Linked DNA regions of Rattus norvegicus: region 2 is linked to region 1. A link is a contact called in public HiChIP or PLAC-seq data. All regions are on one chromosome and are shown on one strand. The core of a region is the stretch at or near the end of the contact, and the rest is flanking DNA. Distances in the headings are between cores, read along the strand shown. Region 1 overlaps Mir9-2hg (Mir9-2 host gene). Region 2 overlaps Mir9-2hg (Mir9-2 host gene).

Region 1 (4,295 bases), core at 854-3,353:
GTTCTGCTGTGACTGGATCTTGTCTTCTGCCTGGGTCCTCGATTTCCGTCCGGCTGAATTTGGGGACAACACTGCTTGGCGCAGACAGATCAAGTGAGTATCTTGGCGGCATGAAGACTGTAAGCTCTTCGGGCTGCTCCAGGCCCGCAGTGCCGGTGGTTGTCCCGCACCCCACCAAGAGCCTGGTGAGGGCCGCTCCGAGGGCCAGTCCGGGGCTTTGCTTCAGCTAATTGATTGTATGTCTCCAAAGCCAAACCTGTTGATCTCGTGAGTTGTCCGAGCCAGGACTCATAATTATCCTTTGGGCTGACCCTTAATCGTAGAAAGATGCCAGGAAAAAAATCGCACAGGGAAAAAAATTGTACGTAATTTATGGTGTTGGTGGCGGGACCTTCTTTTAGATGCCGTGCTAAGCGAAATTGGGTTTTGCATTTTTGAATGCTATTTTCTCATTTTGAATAATGTGCTATTTTTGAATCGCCCAAAGTTTCAGGTACCTGGCACTGAAACCACCTTCTGATTAGGTCCTGGTGGAAAAACTTACGTAAAATAGCTCACTGCATCTGGTAGATTCTCCTCCCCCTTCTTTCTTCCGCCTTTTGGATTTTGTAGGTGAGAGACTGCTTTATAGGGTTACCCCAAGTTTAGCTTTAATACGACCTTCCTGGTTAGTTATTGGGACTTGGAAGTATTCAATTTCAAATGCCTCTGGAATCGGAGCGCAGCTTTCTGCTTAAGAGCCCAAAAACAACTGAAGGAAAGACCTCGGTGATGTGCAGAAAATCCTGAGTAAGGAGTACCTAGCTTTTTTTTTTTTTTCCTTTAGGATCTGCAGCGTTTTTCTCTTGCAAATGTGCGGGCGGTGCTTGAATACAACACTGTCTGGAGGGGTCAGGGCAATTCAGTAGAATTGATCAGAAGTTAGACCCCAGGCCCTGTCATGGCCACGGCCGTGGGGTGGGGGTGGGGGCTAAAGCTGCGGCTGTCTTGGGCCCACAAGGATGGAGTCAGATCGCTTTCCCTCTCTCTTGGCGCCCACACCTGCCCACCACCCTTCCTCTCCCTTGGCACCAGTAACTAGGGCGCTGGTAGGAACAAGCCACTGTAGTCAGCATAATTGAACCGGTGTAGTACTTTCATTTTGCAAAACAACAGCTCCACCCCTCCAGTCCAAAATAATAGTAAGCATCAAAGAATCATTTTAAAAAAACTCAACCTATTTTCGGGAGTATCTAAGACTTCCTAATATTGGATCGCGGGGTGTGGGGGAAGGGTTTAAAAATCCACTACTTTACAGCAATCAGGTTGTACATTATTCATTGATTTACTGAAGGAAAGAGCCAATCAGGAGCCATAGATATGAATGCACATCTCACTGTGCTATGGCCTTACAGTAAACTATTTGCATCTTTCTAATGGATTAGCCATTTATCGTGGGATTCTCATTGTTTGAAAGGCCAAGAAATCCAGTCCCTTAAACATTTAGAAAACAAGACGTGGTTCCAGACTTAAAATCCTTGCATGGTGGGGCTCTCCCTTCTCTTTTGTATGGGAGGTTACAAGGTTCAAATCCCTAATGTTTCTTAAGTCTCTCTTCTTTCCAAGCTAAAAATAAAAGGAGAAAGAAAAATTAATTTCCCAAACCCCTCTAGATCCTGCATATTTTGCATCCCCATTATCATGCATGTCTCCATTTAAATGCAAATTAGCATATTTAACCCTGTAGGTGCTAAGGCCCAAGATACACAGTGCTGGTGTTTTATATAATCTATTGGCATTTAAAAAAAAAGTAATTGTGATCTTTTAAATTAAGTCATATCCCTATATAATGATATATACATATTTCTAAAAACTATGATTATTTGTTTTATTGCCTATTTTTCAGATGAGACTTCAAAGAAGCATATCCTGAACAAGCTATTCAATCAACCAAAGGTAATTTAAAATTTTTTTATTTGATAAAATTTGACTGATGTATGAAATGAAAATAGAATATTGTTCACTGGAAGACAGGTCTGCAATCTCTCACACATCTCCTCCTGCAGCAGATAGAATTCCAGAAACATCTAAGTTTCAGTGGGTGCAGTTATTTCTCCTGGAGGAACCTTTGTATGCATGTGATATACACATATATGTATGTGCATAAAGCAGAACACAAATAAAGCCTGAGATAGCCTTAAGAAAGAAGCTCGTACTTAGAAGAAATCGTTAAGATACTTTTATTATAATGAAAGCCAGTTGAGTTCATCATTGGACCATGGATACTGGTGTAAATAAAATGGCTTAAAAAAAGACAATAGCATTGACAGAGAACTACAGTTTGCACACTTGTAATTCTTACAAAGCAAATATTTTAAATGCATTGATGCTAGGCCAGTCCTTTATGCATTCTGCATGTATGTCTATAGGATTCAGAGATGTTCTAAGGCTTGTTCATAAACCAAGCGTATATGAATTAATTAAATAGCATCCTTCTGACCCACATATGAGGAAAACCATAATTTTTTTTTTTACTTTAAACCAGGAGAGGTTGTTTTGTTCCCAAGTAAACCAGAATGTTTCAAGTCATGTTTCAGCCATTTGGAGACCCATAAAAGACCTGAAAGCAAGCACCACAGCCACACTCTAATCTACTAGTTACTAGTGGGAATTTATTGGAGAATAAGCAGGCAGGCTGCTTGAATTCAGTATATCCTTCACTACAATGATTTTCAAGTGAATATTCTGTAGTTCAGCTAGATAATCTTTTAAAAGCAAAAAAATCTAAGTTTAAAGTATAGTTGCTAAGAGCTGCTCTTCACACATGACATTGCTAGGACTCCTTGGAGATATGTAATTGTAATGTACTGTGGGGTGTATTTATTTATAATACATATGATAAACCACATCATAGACCTTGGCAATATTATAAATAAGAAGGCACTTGATATTAAATCTTAGTATATTTAATTTTCTTCTGTGTGCCTGAGAGGTTGATAAAGAAGTAAAATATTTAATTGACTACACGGTTAATGAACAGACTTCCCATAATCCTGATCTTGGCTCATTTCACTCATTGGAGGTCCCATGCTGAACACCAAGCATGGAGACCAGTCTTGTAGTAAGTTGGCATGACTAGTGTTGCCCTAAGAATGTGGTGTTTATTACAGCATCTTCTACAGACTCTACTGGGAGAAGCGATCAGATATGCAGTGTGCTAACACATTGTAGATACTGTTTCTAAAAACACATTGTATTGTTAAATATGGGAATAGAGACATGATAATTTTCAAACTCAGGAAATATGAGGATAATACCATACACACACACACACACACACACACACACACACAGACACACACAGACACACACACACAAACAGACACACACACACACACACACATATATATGTATGTATAACTTGCCCTCTCACACCTAGATACACATGAAGCAAAGAGATATTTTAAAACTGTTTCTGATTTCTTGGGCTTTGACTTACATAGTTGACTATCTGATCACATGCTTGCTTTATGTAATACAAGCCAAATCATTAATTGCTCTGCTGCTAGTTCTTGGAAAGCAAGGCCACGGTGCTCTCCCACACTGCAAAGTTCATTAGGATTTTTACATGGCGTCAGAAGTGGCATGCGTTCAGGGACTTGTTTATGTTGTGACCATAGGGTTCACATGAACACGCTTTTAGAATGGGATTGTGGTGTCCGTGTGCTTTTTATTTCTGAAGTCTTGTTTCTAATTTGATAAGAAATATAGATGAGCTCTTTCCACATCTTAGCCTTTTCTCAATAACCAGCTAAAGAATGCTTATCATAAAAGTAAACAAATTAATCTAAGGACAAATTGGCATTTCTGTTGCTGAGCTGTAAACCATATCTTAATGGCGTGATATTGTGTTTAAACTCTTCATTGGAGATTTTACCTAGCATTAAAAAAAATAATTTGTCAGTCTCTTCTTTACAGGGTTTATATTTTCGGGCTCTGTATGTGATTAAATAAGCAGGTTCTTATTCACATCTTAAATGAATAAATTAGTGAATTACTGAGAAAAATGTATGTTACCAAAAATGGAAATCTAAAAGTGTTTTAGCCACTGGGGAAAATAGAGACATTGTGGAAGTGAGAGCATTGTGAGGCACTGGTGGTACGTGATACATACAATGCACATTTAGAATTATTAATTCGCCTTTAGCATGCAACTTAAAGAAAAGCAAGCCTACTAAAAATAGCTTCTTATGTAGACTACCACAAATGTGTTGTCGAAAGGCATTGGCATCTTAGATATTGGATGTTAGATGTGC
Region 2 (4,295 bases), core at 450-2,949, 130 kb after region 1:
ACAGAACAATATTTAATTGTTTAAAGTTTTGATCCTCAATCTGAAATCATGAAAGTGCATGCCTGAGAAAAAAAGAATTCTGACTCTGTTTGATTGGAATGAGGAGTGTGATTTTCAATCAAGTCAACTTTTAGTGACTTTATTTTTAACACAATTAAAAATATGGCTGATATAATGACGTGAATGAACAGTTATTTTGCTCTTTTTGGTGATGGCACGAGGAATGGGTAATGATTGCCCCACTATTTAAAATTCTTGATATAATTCACATTCACTCACTTTGAACTTAAGATGCCTCTCAATCACATTGTGGGAGTCTCTATATCTTCAATGTAATTAGTACCATACAGCATTCATGACAAACAGTCTGAACAAGAAAAAGGAGTCCTACTTGATAATCGTAAATATGAGATTGTCACGCGAGTCATAATTAGTCACCAAGACAAAGATAATGTTTAAATCTCTAACAGGTGCAGCTGACTTAGAACAAAATTCAAATATGCTCCAAAGAGATCAGTGTTTCAAGTTTCTATGCTTAATAAAGTTGGTAGACCACGTTTGCCAAATAGTTCTGTCAGGCAAGCAACCATAGTTTAAAAGTAATTAAGCAATTTTGTTCTCATCTTAAAATGTTATATGCAAAACCACATGCTTTCGTTGGTTTGAAATGTATAATACACATGGTGTAAATATTGCTGAATAAAAAAATCCATACAGTATACTTTATAAACTTCAACAGGTAGATAATCATTGTAAAACTTACTTTAAAAAACACCTAGCAAAGAGTTTGATTGTTTAACATTTTTATTATTCAAGTCCTTACCATTTCATACTACTCCCTGGAGAGGGGTTGAAGAAATATTAAAAATACTATAGAAATATAAAGGATAAGATATTTGTCACTCCCGTTTAAATTGATGTATGCTGCTGTCCTATAAACGTCACATCAGATAACCCTGAAAAATTACCATGAATCTCCATAATTACGCATATTCATGATGGTGTTTTGCATACTGCTAACAGCCGAATGCATGTGGGGTGGGACATGAATGGGGTAAGAATGATGTGACAGATTAAAATTATTACCAGTATCATGGAAATAGGCATAGCAATAGTACCATTTTGTGAAGGCTTAGTAAACAAAAGCATATCATGGAATTGCATGGTAGTTAAATAAGTAGACATTTTTTCTGTTACATATTTTTCCATATGACATTAACAGGGATAAACTGACCAGAAATGTCATTCTTACTTGAAATATACTTGTATTTGCCGTACGCTCCTAGGTATAAGGCTGTACCAACTGAAGAAGGGGTGTGCTTTATAACTTTTCTTTGCGGGATGGGGGTGGGGCCGATGGGATGAGGGTGACTTTCAAGCTCACTTAAATATGTGAGTTTCTTATATGATAGACAAGCTCTTGATATCCCGAGTGCAAAACACCTAGCTATGTTTCTTTGCTTCTGGTAACTCTGAGTCATATCCAGGAACGTGTTAAAATGCTCTGAGAGACAGAAAAGTTGTTTGGTGTCTATTTCAATAGACATTTTGTGCTGAGGCAAAGAGCAGAGTTAATCGGGGACTCTAGAAGTAATTGTCGACAGAGTTTGGGTAATACAAATGCTTGGGTAAACAGCGACTGTTCTTTCCACAAGATTGCCAGTCGAAACAACAATACTGGTATTGTCGTCCACTTCTCATTAGGGGAACTTGAGGAGGGGGTGCTGCACCGCGAGGCGGATGGGAAACTGACAGGCAAACTGTGCTGGGAACAACTCCCCTCGTCCCACTACCACAGGCTCTGGCTTTTGGCATCAGGAGTGCCAGCTGCATGAGGAGAAGCCAAGCTTGTCATACCTTCTTCACATCAAATCTTCAGGGCACAAGAGCCAGAGCCTAGTTAGAGCTTAATGAAGAAACAAATACAAAAGGGAAGACTAGGCCTTGTTAACACTTGCATTCATTGCCTTGTATCGAAACTGCACTGGGAAGGTTGTCTTATAGAGCTCTGTCTTCTCTTCAGCAGAGAAGTTACATTAAGGATGCATTTTTGTGTTGTAAAAGGGTAGGGCGGGGAGGGAATCTTTCAGTACTCTTGCAACTATCAGTTAGCAAATTGTTTTGTCAAAAATGCCATATGAAACAGTCATGTCCATGACAACTGTCAAAACTGGTAAATAAATACTTTTGAAATTTGTATATTAATAATATTGGACTCACTGCCGTGTAAGGCATACCCTTGCATGCGTATGTGGTACCAATACATTTCTTTGAAAGACTGGACTGTGAAATTCTGTCCATTGTTAAGAGATAACAGCCCCCTCAATGGCGTGAAACATTCATGTTTTGTGGCACTACATTACTTTTCAAATTAGTTGTATTTGAGAAAAAGGAATCATATTTTTGAAGTTCTCTATAAAGTATCTGGAAAGTTTGACAGCGGAATGCTACAATTATTTCTTTTATTGTTGTAAGCAGTCAGTCAACTGCACAAAAGTGTATTGTGTACATCTGCAATGCAAAACCTGTGTTTGTTTATGCTGTCAACTCCTTACTGTGTTAGGTGCATTTTAAATGATACTGTCCTGAAGGGAACACTTAGACTTAATGGAATAATGTACTTTCTACGCCACACTCCCACACATTGTACATAGGGTCTCCTCAGGAAAGACACATCTGTGGTTCTTGAACTTGCGAAAGTGTTGAAGGGAAGCAGGTTATTTGTCAAGGGATCTGAGAGAAGGATGGACATGGCTGTATTAGAAGTGAAATACTTGATTTTTACAAATTCATGCCTTAGATGCAAGCTCAATGGTACACCTTGTATGTACGTGAACCTTTGCTTGACCTGTAGAAAAAAGTAGAAATATGGAGAGCTGGGAATTTTACAGGAAGTTAAGTCACGGTTGTACTTCCTGTAGTCATATTCAACTAAACAAATGCAAACGTGCTGCTAAATGAGTTTATTTTATAAGAAAAGTACTTAAAATACACTACAGGAATAGCTGCAATAGAAGTCATTTCACATACACCCTATCAATCCAAGGGAATTCACACCTACTCTTACATTATGATAGTGACAAAAGGTTTGTAGCTTTTGCTCCATAAAGAAAGCTCAGGTTGGTCTATAATAGGATGTCACAGCTCATATTTTGTCATATTATGACAAAAGAGAAAACAATATTTTTGTATTACAGAAATGATACCTTCTGTTCTGTTGGTATATGATGATAGCATAAAATTAATGCCATGTATCGAGTCCTACTGCAATTTTGCTATTTGGGGTCATTATATTAGCATGATGTGATTTGGTCCATGGTATATGCACATGAAATACAGGTATTATAAATTTCTTAGTCCACATACTTCTCTGCACTCTAGTATCATGGATGTCCCCAGCCTAACATGGCTGCTTCTTAAAACCTGGGGTCGTGTTGTAGGGAACTGACCTCATCAAAAACACTTCTCAGAGAAAATTGCTACAACAAATTTATTATTCAAATGGCACTTGCTGTTTTTAGCATTAATTCTCTGGTGTTTACAGACCAAGGGTTATTGCATCCTGATTGTTACTACTTTTTACTTATTAACTTTATTAGTGATCAGCTTTTAGTAGTTTATAATTAAATGTGACAAGCGGATAGATACATATGGTGTCTCCAAATGCGTTTGGCAGTACTGTACTGTTAATGCAACTTTGTGATAACAAGTAAAATTGAACTTTTATTCTGGACAGTAGAACTCCTTTAAATATTTTATTAATTTTATTAATAATTACTTCAGCATTAATGTCTGGGTTAATTTATAACACTGCCTACCAATTTCAGCATCTGTCACTTAAGCTAAGTAGAGAAAATATTCTGCCAAGAGAGTATTTAGAAGAGAATCTCTTCCTCTGTGATTCATTGCATTTCGAGTAGAAGATTGTAAGATACATAGAACATGTTTATTGCATCATGTATGTAATATATGCATATAATATCATTAGGGTAACGTATATAATAACATTTCACATGACACAGTAGTAGGACAAGTAAGTTCACCTGAAGAACACCAGCATAAACATAGTCCACAGAAGTGGCTGTTATTGACCTGTCAGTATTACATGGATTTAAATATTTGCCAGACAACAATGAACACTAGCGATTTTCTGTGTGAAATGTATTGCCAAACTGACACTGGAGTCTTTTGAAGGTAACCAGTGTTCCGGGTGGAAATGATATATGTGCCTAATGAATCTGGCCCCAATTTTACATTACAAAACGATATGTAAGAGTATACTTTTGGGGGCAAAG

What was found. HiChIP or PLAC-seq counts read pairs in DNA pulled down with a chosen protein or histone mark.
Region 2: a contact with region 1 is called in an H3K27ac HiChIP or PLAC-seq map of oligodendrocytes, with 4 times the contacts expected there. The contact joins two enhancer-like sites. A contact is called at or near these places in 1 of 12 Hi-C or Micro-C datasets (frontal cortex) and 1 of 1 datasets of contacts at active chromatin or transcription factors (oligodendrocytes).

Annotation. Positions count from the first base shown.
Region 1 is chr2:15,927,243-15,931,537 of GRCr8, forward strand. Mir9-2hg (Mir9-2 host gene) reads left to right here. Exons shown (of 4, transcript XM_039103406.2): 2 at 1-93; 3 at 1,886-1,935. Among named protein-coding and RNA genes, the nearest start is that of Mir9-2, 3.9 kb to the right of the region's middle. Within about 2 kb of position 2,104, at least 12 of the 93 cell types and tissues checked have an H3K27ac peak or open chromatin away from gene starts, as enhancers often do.
Region 2 is chr2:16,057,517-16,061,811 of GRCr8, forward strand. The region is part of intron 3 of Mir9-2hg (Mir9-2 host gene); the gene reads left to right. Among named protein-coding and RNA genes, the nearest start is that of Mir3597-2, 130 kb to the left of the region's middle. Within about 2 kb of position 1,700, at least 8 of the 93 cell types and tissues checked have an H3K27ac peak or open chromatin away from gene starts, as enhancers often do.